Linked DNA regions of Pan troglodytes: all the other regions are linked to region 1. Evidence: chromatin contacts called from public HiChIP or PLAC-seq data. All regions are on one chromosome and are shown on one strand. The core of a region is the stretch at or near the end of the contact, and the rest is flanking DNA. Distances in the headings are between cores, read along the strand shown.

Region 1 (2,700 bases), core at 55-2,554:
ATTCAGTGTTTCTGAATTTCATGCTTAGTTCTTAACCCATTTCCCATTTGCCCTAAGAAATAAGTGCTGGCAGCAAGCTGCACTGTTTTTTTCTAAACGGGAAATGGGTTAAGCATTTGTGATCACCACTGAATGAGTGCCAGAGCTGGTTAGTGATCTTCCTGTTCAATCCGAGGTCACCTAACTAGATAACAAAGAGCTGAAACTAAAAGTCCGGTCTCCTGACTCCCAATCCAGTACTCTTTGTGGTGTGCTCCAGCTTCTGGCTCTGCTTAGCCAATTATGGAACAGACAGAATGTACTTGGCTGCCCCAAACAGGGCTAAAGGGCAGTTCTGTTCCCAAAATGGAATTCTGTTGTGCCTCAAGCTAGGCAGCATAATTGTGTGTCTTTTGGTAACTCCCTGTCTTCTTCTGTAAAATGGGAGTAGAGCCTACTTAATCCTGCAGCTACTTCTAAGATCAGGGATTGGGGCGTGGTGGGGTGTTCTGCAGCTGTTTTGTGATGGATGAGGGATGATGGATCTATGTTCAAGTAGCGGAATCTTAGAGTCAGGAGTTGGAAGGAATCTTGGAGGTGGTCTGTGGTGACAGGAAGCCTCTTCCAACAGACTGAACACGGAAGACTTCCTAGAGCCAGAGGACAAGGGTTTCTTTCCTCTTAGCAGTGAGCTTCTTGTTTTTGGAAATGCTCAAGCCAAGAATGGATGTTCAAGCAGAGGGGATTCCGCTCGGAAGGGGCTTTCTGCACTGAAGTGGTGGCCAGCGGGAAACTCCAGGTTTCCAACTCCTGCACAAATCCTTTCTAATATCCATCCACTCAGGTGAGCTGGCAGGGCAGTAGCTGTGCAGGGTTCAGGGTCATTATATGTCAATGACCTTCAGCACGGATTACTAACAACAGTAACAACCGTTACCGTTTACTGCTTTCCTATTAAGCACCATGCACTGTGCATAACATGTTATCTTTATCTCATATCTAGAATTTTGGGAGGTACTTTGAATCATTACGATCTATCTACTTCTTAGGTGAGGAAATAGAGGTTTAAAATTTAGTCCACAGTCTCGCAAGGATGGAGCCTGGATCAAATTTTGGGTTATCAGATTCCAATCACGTTTCTTAGCTTTTCTTTTTTTCTCCAACTCCAGTTTCTGTCTTGCTCCAAAAAAGGGGAAGGAGCGGCTGCGGCGCTCGGTTTCCCGCCTCCTAGGGAAGGGAAGGGAGACGAGCAGCGCGGAGGCTGGGGCCCCCTTCCGGGCGGGGCCTAGTAGTGGGCGGGGCCTGTCAGTGAGCGGCCCCTGCCCGGAAGGAGCCAGTCCGGGGCGGAGCCGACGGCCTTACAGGGGCCGGAAGTGGCCTGCGGGCGGAGAAGTGCCCCAGGAGTCCTGACGCAGTGTCTTGGGCGCTAAAGGCGGCGGCGGCCTTGTGTTTAGACTCCAGAACTCCCCACTTGCCGCGTTCTCGCCGCCGCAGGCTCCCGGGACGATGGTGCCCCGCCTGCTGCTGCGCGCCTGGCCCTGGGGCCCCGCGGTTGGTCCGGGAGCCCCCAGTCGGCCCCTCAGCGCCGGCTCCGGGCCCGGCCAGTACCTGCAGCGCAGCATCGTGCCCACCATGCACTACCAGGACAGCCTGCCCAGGTGAGCCCGGCCTCCGGGTCCCCGCCGCCCGCCGCCGTCCCAGGATCGGCCCCAACCTGACTGCAGTCACTCATGAGTCTTCTAGTGAACCCGTTTCCGCCCCCAAGCCCCTACCATGGAGGCTGCCACAGCCCCTTATCTGGAAGTCTTGGGACTTTTCAGAATCTCCTAGCACAGGAACCTCAGAACCCTCAAATTCTCTTCCAGAACCCCTCGATGCTATCTCAGATTCTCCATCTTGAACGCTTCTCAGATTCCCTCTCCTTTAACCTAACTTCCAGCCAGCTATCCTGAGTCCTCTTCTCCCTGAAAAATGCCAGACCTGCATATTTCCAGCGCCGCTGTAATCCCTCGACTATGGTGTCTCCTGAAGTACTTTAATGACTGCCTCACATTCCTACCCGGAATATGGGTAGGCTGATTCCTAATACATCATGGTTACCATTCCTTAACTTCTCCCAGCACCGCCTTCACCCCTGTCACTCAGGACCCTCAGCCCCACCTCCCATTTCTCCAGTACTCTGTTCTTTCACCCCTCCATGAGCCCCCACAAGCACAGCCCTCAAGTGTTCACCCTTGTCCTCAACTGACCCTCCCCCATGTTTTTAAATCTTTAATCTCCTAAATCCAGTGTTCACCCGGAAACCTTTCACTCTCTCCAAGCCCTCCTCAACAGGTTCCTCCCCTTAAAATATCCTTCCTCACCCACCCCCTTGTAAGTGCAGCTCACCCTCACAGAATTCTAGACACCACCCTCAGTACCCCATCCACACTCCATCATACTCAGATCCAGGGTCCACCCAAATTTCTCTTCTCCTCCTCACCACTGGCTACCCTGCCTTCGAAACACTTCACCCAGAATCGACTTCCCCTCTGAAAATAGCCCTAGTAAATCCTCTTCCCCTTCCCTCCCCCAGTACTTTCTTAAATCCAGCTTCCAGTTCTTCCAGCCTTCGAACTCCGCTTTCGTCTGAGTTGCCAGATCTCCTTCTTCAATATTAGAAATTTTCTTCACCCTCTAAACCAAACCTAAACTAACTTCTAACTTACTGAGTGAGTAACT
Region 2 (2,803 bases), core at 212-2,711, 360 kb before region 1:
TTCATTCCTTCCTTGTTTGTGCGTTTTGTCCAATTCTTTGTTCAAGACACCAAGAACATGAACACCCTCCACCGTTAACAAAAGCATATTGGCGGGGGCACGGTGGCTCACGCCTGTAATCCCAACATTTTGAGACGCCGAGGCGTGCGGATCACCAGGTCAGGAGATCTAGACCATCCTGGCCAACATGGTGAAACGCTGTCTCTACTAAAAATACAAAAATTAGCCGGGTGTGGTGGCGCGCGCCTGGAGTCCCAGCTGCTTGGGAGGCTGAGGCAGGAGAATCACTTGAACCCAGGAGGCGGAGGTTGCTGTGAGCTGAGATCGCGTCACTGCACTCCAGCCTGGGCAACAGAGCGAGACTCCGTCTAAAAAAAAAAAAAAAAAGCATATTGATTGGACTTGCAGTAAGAAAACTCAATTTTGACTCCCAGGTTGGCCACTCATCAGCTGGCCAAAAAACGTGTTGTCTATTCAACCTGTCAGTTCTTCAGTTTCCCTGTGAGAAAAATGGGGATGATACCTACAGCACAGGATTTTTTTTCATCTTGTAGTAAGTGGATTAAATAAAAGAATAAATAAATGAAAGAAAAGCATTAGGCAAAGTACTTAAAAATAATTTTAACATCTGAATCCAATCCACTTATCAAGGACTTACTATGTAAAAAGCATTGTGATGTGTTTTACATACATTATTTAATCCTTACTTTAACTCTGTGAGATAAAGCATTCTCATTCTATTTTACTGATGAGGAAGTTGAGCTTCAGAGACATCAAGAATCTTGCTCCAGGTTCTCAAACACTAGATGGCTGAGCGGGCATTCTAATTCAGGATTCAAACTCCAAGGCTCATGCTCTTGAGAACTTTCCTTTTCCAAGGTATTGCTTTCTCTTAAATTAGCTAATGTGTACTAACTTGTGGAGTTTCTTTCCTGGAGAAAGTTAGAAGGGTCTCTCGGGGTTTCTTTCTTGGAGCAGGTTATAAGGGTCTTCTCGAGTACTTTTTAGGTAACAAGAAAGCTAAATAGATTTTTTGGTAGATACTTGCCAATATTTTGTATTCGTTTTATATTTGATTTATCCAGAGACTCTAAGGAGTTGAAACAGAGAGGACCGTTAGAGAGGCGCTGTTGCCAGATTTTCAGGGGCAAAGTCTTTGAAATATATATTTTAATGTATTAAAGCTTTAAAAAATATATACATATATAGAAATAATGAATATATATGTGTGTGTGTGTGTGTGTGTGTGTACATATATATATACAGTATTCCCCAAACCTACACTGCCGGTCCTCGGGGCATATCCTCTCAAGCCCTGAGGTGCAGGGCTGGGAAGGAGTGGGTGAGCGGCTGGGTCGTGGCAGGTTGGTCTGGGGAGGCCGGGGAGGCGGGAGGAGAACGGTTGGCCCCGGCAGCGGCGTGTCGGGGGGCGGGTGGGGCTAGGAGGCCGCCCGGGGGGTGGGGTCTGCGGCGGGCCGGCCCCCGCGTGCGCGTCGCCTCGCCGGGCATTTCAAAAGCTCGCCGGCAGGGCGCGGCGCTAGCTCCGTGTGCCTCGCAGGCGTGGTGGGCGCGTCCTGGTAGCCGCCCGCCTGGTTCTCGCGGGATCCGGGCCCCGGCTCGACGCCGGCTCTCTTTTTGACGCCCCGCCGCCGGGGTTGCCATGGTTCATTTGTTGCACCCGGGCCACACGCCCCGGAACATCGTCCCTCCTGACGCTCAGAAGGATGCCCTGGGCTGCTGCGTGGTACAGGTGAGCACCGGGGTGCGGGCGGCGACGCGGACCTCGGCGCCACGTCCAGCTCCGGCGAGCGCGGCGAGTCTCCTGGGACGCTGCCGAGGCACTTGCTGGGGAGTGTGGCCCGCGCGGGGCTGCGGTCTAGATGCCGAGCCCCTTCCAGGCGCAGGCGTCGCCGCGGAGGTGCGTTGTCGGGGGAGGCGGCCTGGGCGCCGCGGAGCGGGGGGGCTTTTCTGCGCCCGGCGAAGCGCGTGGAACTTGCGCCCTGAGGCAGCGCGGCGAGAGCCCAGTCCCAGAGACCGGGGCGAGCCTCCTCAGGATTCCTCGCCCCAGTGCGGGCTGCTGTGAGCTTAGACGTAGGTGCAGGGCATGCACTCGGCTTGGCCCGTAGTGGACGGTGTTTTTGCAGTCATGAAGCCAAACGCCGCAAACCTTGACCGTTTCCCCACCCGTGTTGTGGACGCGGCGCCCCGCGGAGGCGGTGACCCTTTGGCCGTTACCACCTGAGGCCTTCGGGCCCGGGGCCGGGCGAGTAGCTTAGTCCGGCTGGGGGAACTGGAACCCGAAGTCTGAGATTCTTTCAGTTCCGCGCGTCCGCCCCCGTCCCGCCCCCGTCCCCGTCCCCGTCCCGTCCCCAGCCTTTGCCGAATGCCTGTTACTCTTAGCTCTGGACAAAATGCAAACCCAAAGAATGTGTGTTTAGCGCCTGCTGTGTGTTAAGTGTCGCCTTTCTTTTCTTTCTTTCTTTCTTTCTTTTTTTTTTTTTTTGAGACGGAGTCTCGCTCTGTCACCAGGCTGGAGTGCAGTGGCGCGATCTGGGCCCACTGCAACCTCCGCCTCCGGGGTTCAAGCGATTCTCCTGCCTCAGCCTCCCGAGTAGGTGGGACTACAGGCGCGTGCCACCATGCCTGGCTCATTTTTTGTATTTTTAGTAGAGACGGGGTTTCACCATGTTGGCCAGGATGGTTTCGAACTCCAGACCTCGTGATCTACCCGCCTCGGCCTCCCAAAGTGCTGGGATTACAGGCGTCAGCCACTGCGCCCGGCCAAGTGTCGCCTTTCTAAAGC
Region 3 (2,757 bases), core at 130-2,629, 510 kb before region 1:
GCTACTCGGGAGGCTGAGGCAGGAGAATTGCTTTAACCCAGGAGGCAGAGGTTGCAGTGAGCTGAGATCGAGCCACTGTACTCCAGCCTGGGTGACAGAGTGAGACTCAGTCTCAAAAAAACAAAAAAATTAAAAAGTAGGCAGCGCGCAGTGGTTCATGCCTGTAATCAAAGGCGGGAGGATCACTTGAGCCCAGGAGTTGCGACCAGCCTGGACAACGTAGTGACATACTATCTCAAAAAAGAAAGAAAATACAAAAAATAAAAATAAAGCAAGAAGAAGAAAACCACCCAAAGGTATTAGCTGCTCTGGGTGGACCCCTCTGGTCGCCACCATCCACCTATACTCTTAAGTCAATTCAATGTTCACACAACACACGGGACACATTTGTGATTCAGGGCGTCTTCGCCAGCTGTTACCTATGGTAAGAACTGCATGGTTCACTCCCTTACCTTCTTCAAGGCTTTATTCAATTGCCACTTTCTCAGTGATCTTCCCTGATCACTCAATTTAAAACTGCCCTCCTGCCCTCCTGATACCCTTCACCCAGTCTTTTTTCCACGGCACTTACTACTTTCTTTTTATTTTATTTATTTATTTTTTGAGACGGAGTCTCGCTCTGTCGCCCAGGCTGGAGTGCAGTGGCGCGATCTCTGCTCACTGCAAGCTCCATCTCCCGGGTTCACGCCACTCTCCTGCCTCAGCCTCCCGAGTAGCTGGGAATACAAGCGCCTGCCACCACGCCCGGCTAATTTTTTGTATTTTTAGTAGAGACAGGGTTTCACCGTGTTAGCCAGGATGGTTTCGATCTCCTGACCTCGTGATCCACCCGCCTCAGCCTCCCAAAGTGCTGGGATTATAGGCGTGAGCCACGGCTCCCGGCCGGTACTTACTACTTTCGAACACGATTTCATAAATTACCTGAGGCTTATTGCCCGACTCCCCGCACTAGCTTGGAAGCTCCACGAGGGCAGGGAGTTTCATCTGTTCACCGATGGATCCCCAGTCCCTAACCCAAAAGCCCCAGCACGTCTCTTCCTACCCGCCCCGGCCTCCTGGCTCGGTCTTCCCGGGACACATCGCCCTTCCCAACACACGCGGTCACCGCGATCCACAGACCCCGACCCCCGCCCGCCACATGATTCCTTCTCCAGCCTCTCAGAGGTCGCAGACCAGACCTCTCCGGGCACGTCCCTCCCCGACGCGTCGCCGGGCTGCGCTGGAGCCGCTCACCGTCCGGGTCCTTCTCGTGGTAGCAGTGGTAGTTGCACTCCACCTCCATGTTCTCCAAAAAGGACTTGACCTGCTCCTCATCCTGGAAGTCCACCATGCCGGCCATGGTTCGCGCTGGCCCAAAGACGGTCACGTGAGCCGGCGGAGGGGGCGGAGCGGGGCGTGGGGCTGTCGCCATCCGCGGCGCTCTCCCGGGATCCCGGGGCGAGCCAAGCGAGCCTGCGCTTCCCAGCAGCCACCGCGCCGTTAAGGGCGCTGGCAGCCACGCTTCCAGGGCTAACCGCCTTCCTGAAACTGGGGGCGGTCTCTCTGCAGCACCTTATCTATGCTCGCTTTGTAGCCTTAGTGATTTTCCACCTGCAGTCATTTATCTATGTATAATCCCTAAGCGCCTACTGTGTGCCTCACCAGTGCATTGTTCTAGGGATATGACAGCTAGGAGTATGGTCCCTGCCTTCAAAGAACTTGGAGTTCAATAGGAAGACATTCGCTTATCCATTCAGCAAGCATTTAGAGGAGCTTCTATATGTGCCAGGTGTAGCTGGACAAAGTGCAGTGAGCAGTCTGATTCATCTCTCTTCTTCCCAGACCTGTCTTGGCCACCAACATGAATTACCTAAGCAATGAATGGCTATGGGAGATGTTGACTGGAACACAGTAGCAGTGAAGGGTGTAGCAACGTCACTGTTATAACACCTAGTACTCAAACAGTGCTGAACTTTGTTCCAGGCTCTAAATGCTTTATATGAATTAACTCATTTAATTCTCATTATATATCATGTCACTGTAAACACACTCACAGTGACACTATGGGTAGGTATTATTATTATCCCCATTCTACAGATAAGAAAACTAAAGTACAGAGAAATTAAGTAATTTGTCCAAGGTCACACAGTAAGTGAGGGAGTTGGTATGCAATAATAATTTTTTTTAAAAAAATAAAAGAATGAATGAGGCCGGGCGCGGTGGTTCACGCCTGTAATCCCAGCACTTTGGGAGGCCGAGGTGGGTGGATCACCTGAGGTCAAGAGTTCGAGACCAGCCTTGCCAACCTGGTGAAACTCTGTCTCTACTAACAATACAAAATTAGCAGGGGTCTCTACTAAAAATACAAAATTACAGGGAGCACACCTGTAATCCTAGCTCTTTGGGAGGCTCAGGCAGGAGAATTGCTTTAACCTGGGAGGTGGAGGTTGCAGTGAGCCGAAATTGCGCCATTGCATTCCAGCCTGGGCGACAGCAGCGAAAAAGAATGAATGAGGTAGAAAAGGAACATGTCAAGGAGATGGGGAGGAGGAGAGGAAATTTACCTACATTTTGCTTTGTTTTCCTGCTCCTGTTCCTGCTAAGAATCATCAGTTCCATAAAGCTTAGATGGAAAGTTCTCCTAAGACAGCCACTTCCTATTCATCTTTTTTTTTTTTTGAGATGGAGTTTCGTTCTTGTTGCCCAGGCTGAAGTGCAATAGTGCGGTCTCAGCTTACTGCAACCTCCGCCTCCCAGGTTCAAGCGATTCTCTTGCCT

What was found. HiChIP or PLAC-seq counts read pairs in DNA pulled down with a chosen protein or histone mark.
Region 2: an H3K4me3 HiChIP or PLAC-seq map of stem cell-derived excitatory neurons shows a contact between it and region 1, with 5 times the contacts expected there. The contact joins the promoter of ZYG11A here to the promoter of CPT2 in region 1. A contact is called at or near these places in 1 of 7 Hi-C or Micro-C datasets (stem cell-derived neural progenitor cells) and 1 of 1 datasets of contacts at active chromatin or transcription factors (stem cell-derived excitatory neurons).
Region 3: an H3K4me3 HiChIP or PLAC-seq map of stem cell-derived excitatory neurons shows a contact between it and region 1, with 7 times the contacts expected there. The contact joins the promoter of COA7 here to the promoter of CPT2 in region 1. A contact is called at or near these places in 2 of 7 Hi-C or Micro-C datasets (induced pluripotent stem cells and stem cell-derived neural progenitor cells) and 1 of 1 datasets of contacts at active chromatin or transcription factors (stem cell-derived excitatory neurons).

Annotation. Positions count from the first base shown.
Region 1 is chr1:177,796,225-177,798,924 of NHGRI_mPanTro3-v2.0_pri, reverse strand. CPT2 (carnitine palmitoyltransferase 2) reads left to right here and starts at 1,304. Exons shown (of 5, transcript XM_001148628.8): 1 at 1,304-1,637. The coding sequence starts at 1,486.
Region 2 is chr1:178,160,593-178,163,395 of NHGRI_mPanTro3-v2.0_pri, reverse strand. ZYG11A (zyg-11 family member A, cell cycle regulator) reads left to right here and starts at 1,461. Exons shown (of 14, transcript XM_063817360.1): 1 at 1,461-1,750. The coding sequence starts at 1,661.
Region 3 is chr1:178,304,912-178,307,668 of NHGRI_mPanTro3-v2.0_pri, reverse strand. It overlaps COA7 (cytochrome c oxidase assembly factor 7), which reads right to left and starts at 1,379. Exons shown (of 3, transcript NM_001242594.3): 1 at 1,234-1,379. The coding sequence starts at 1,339.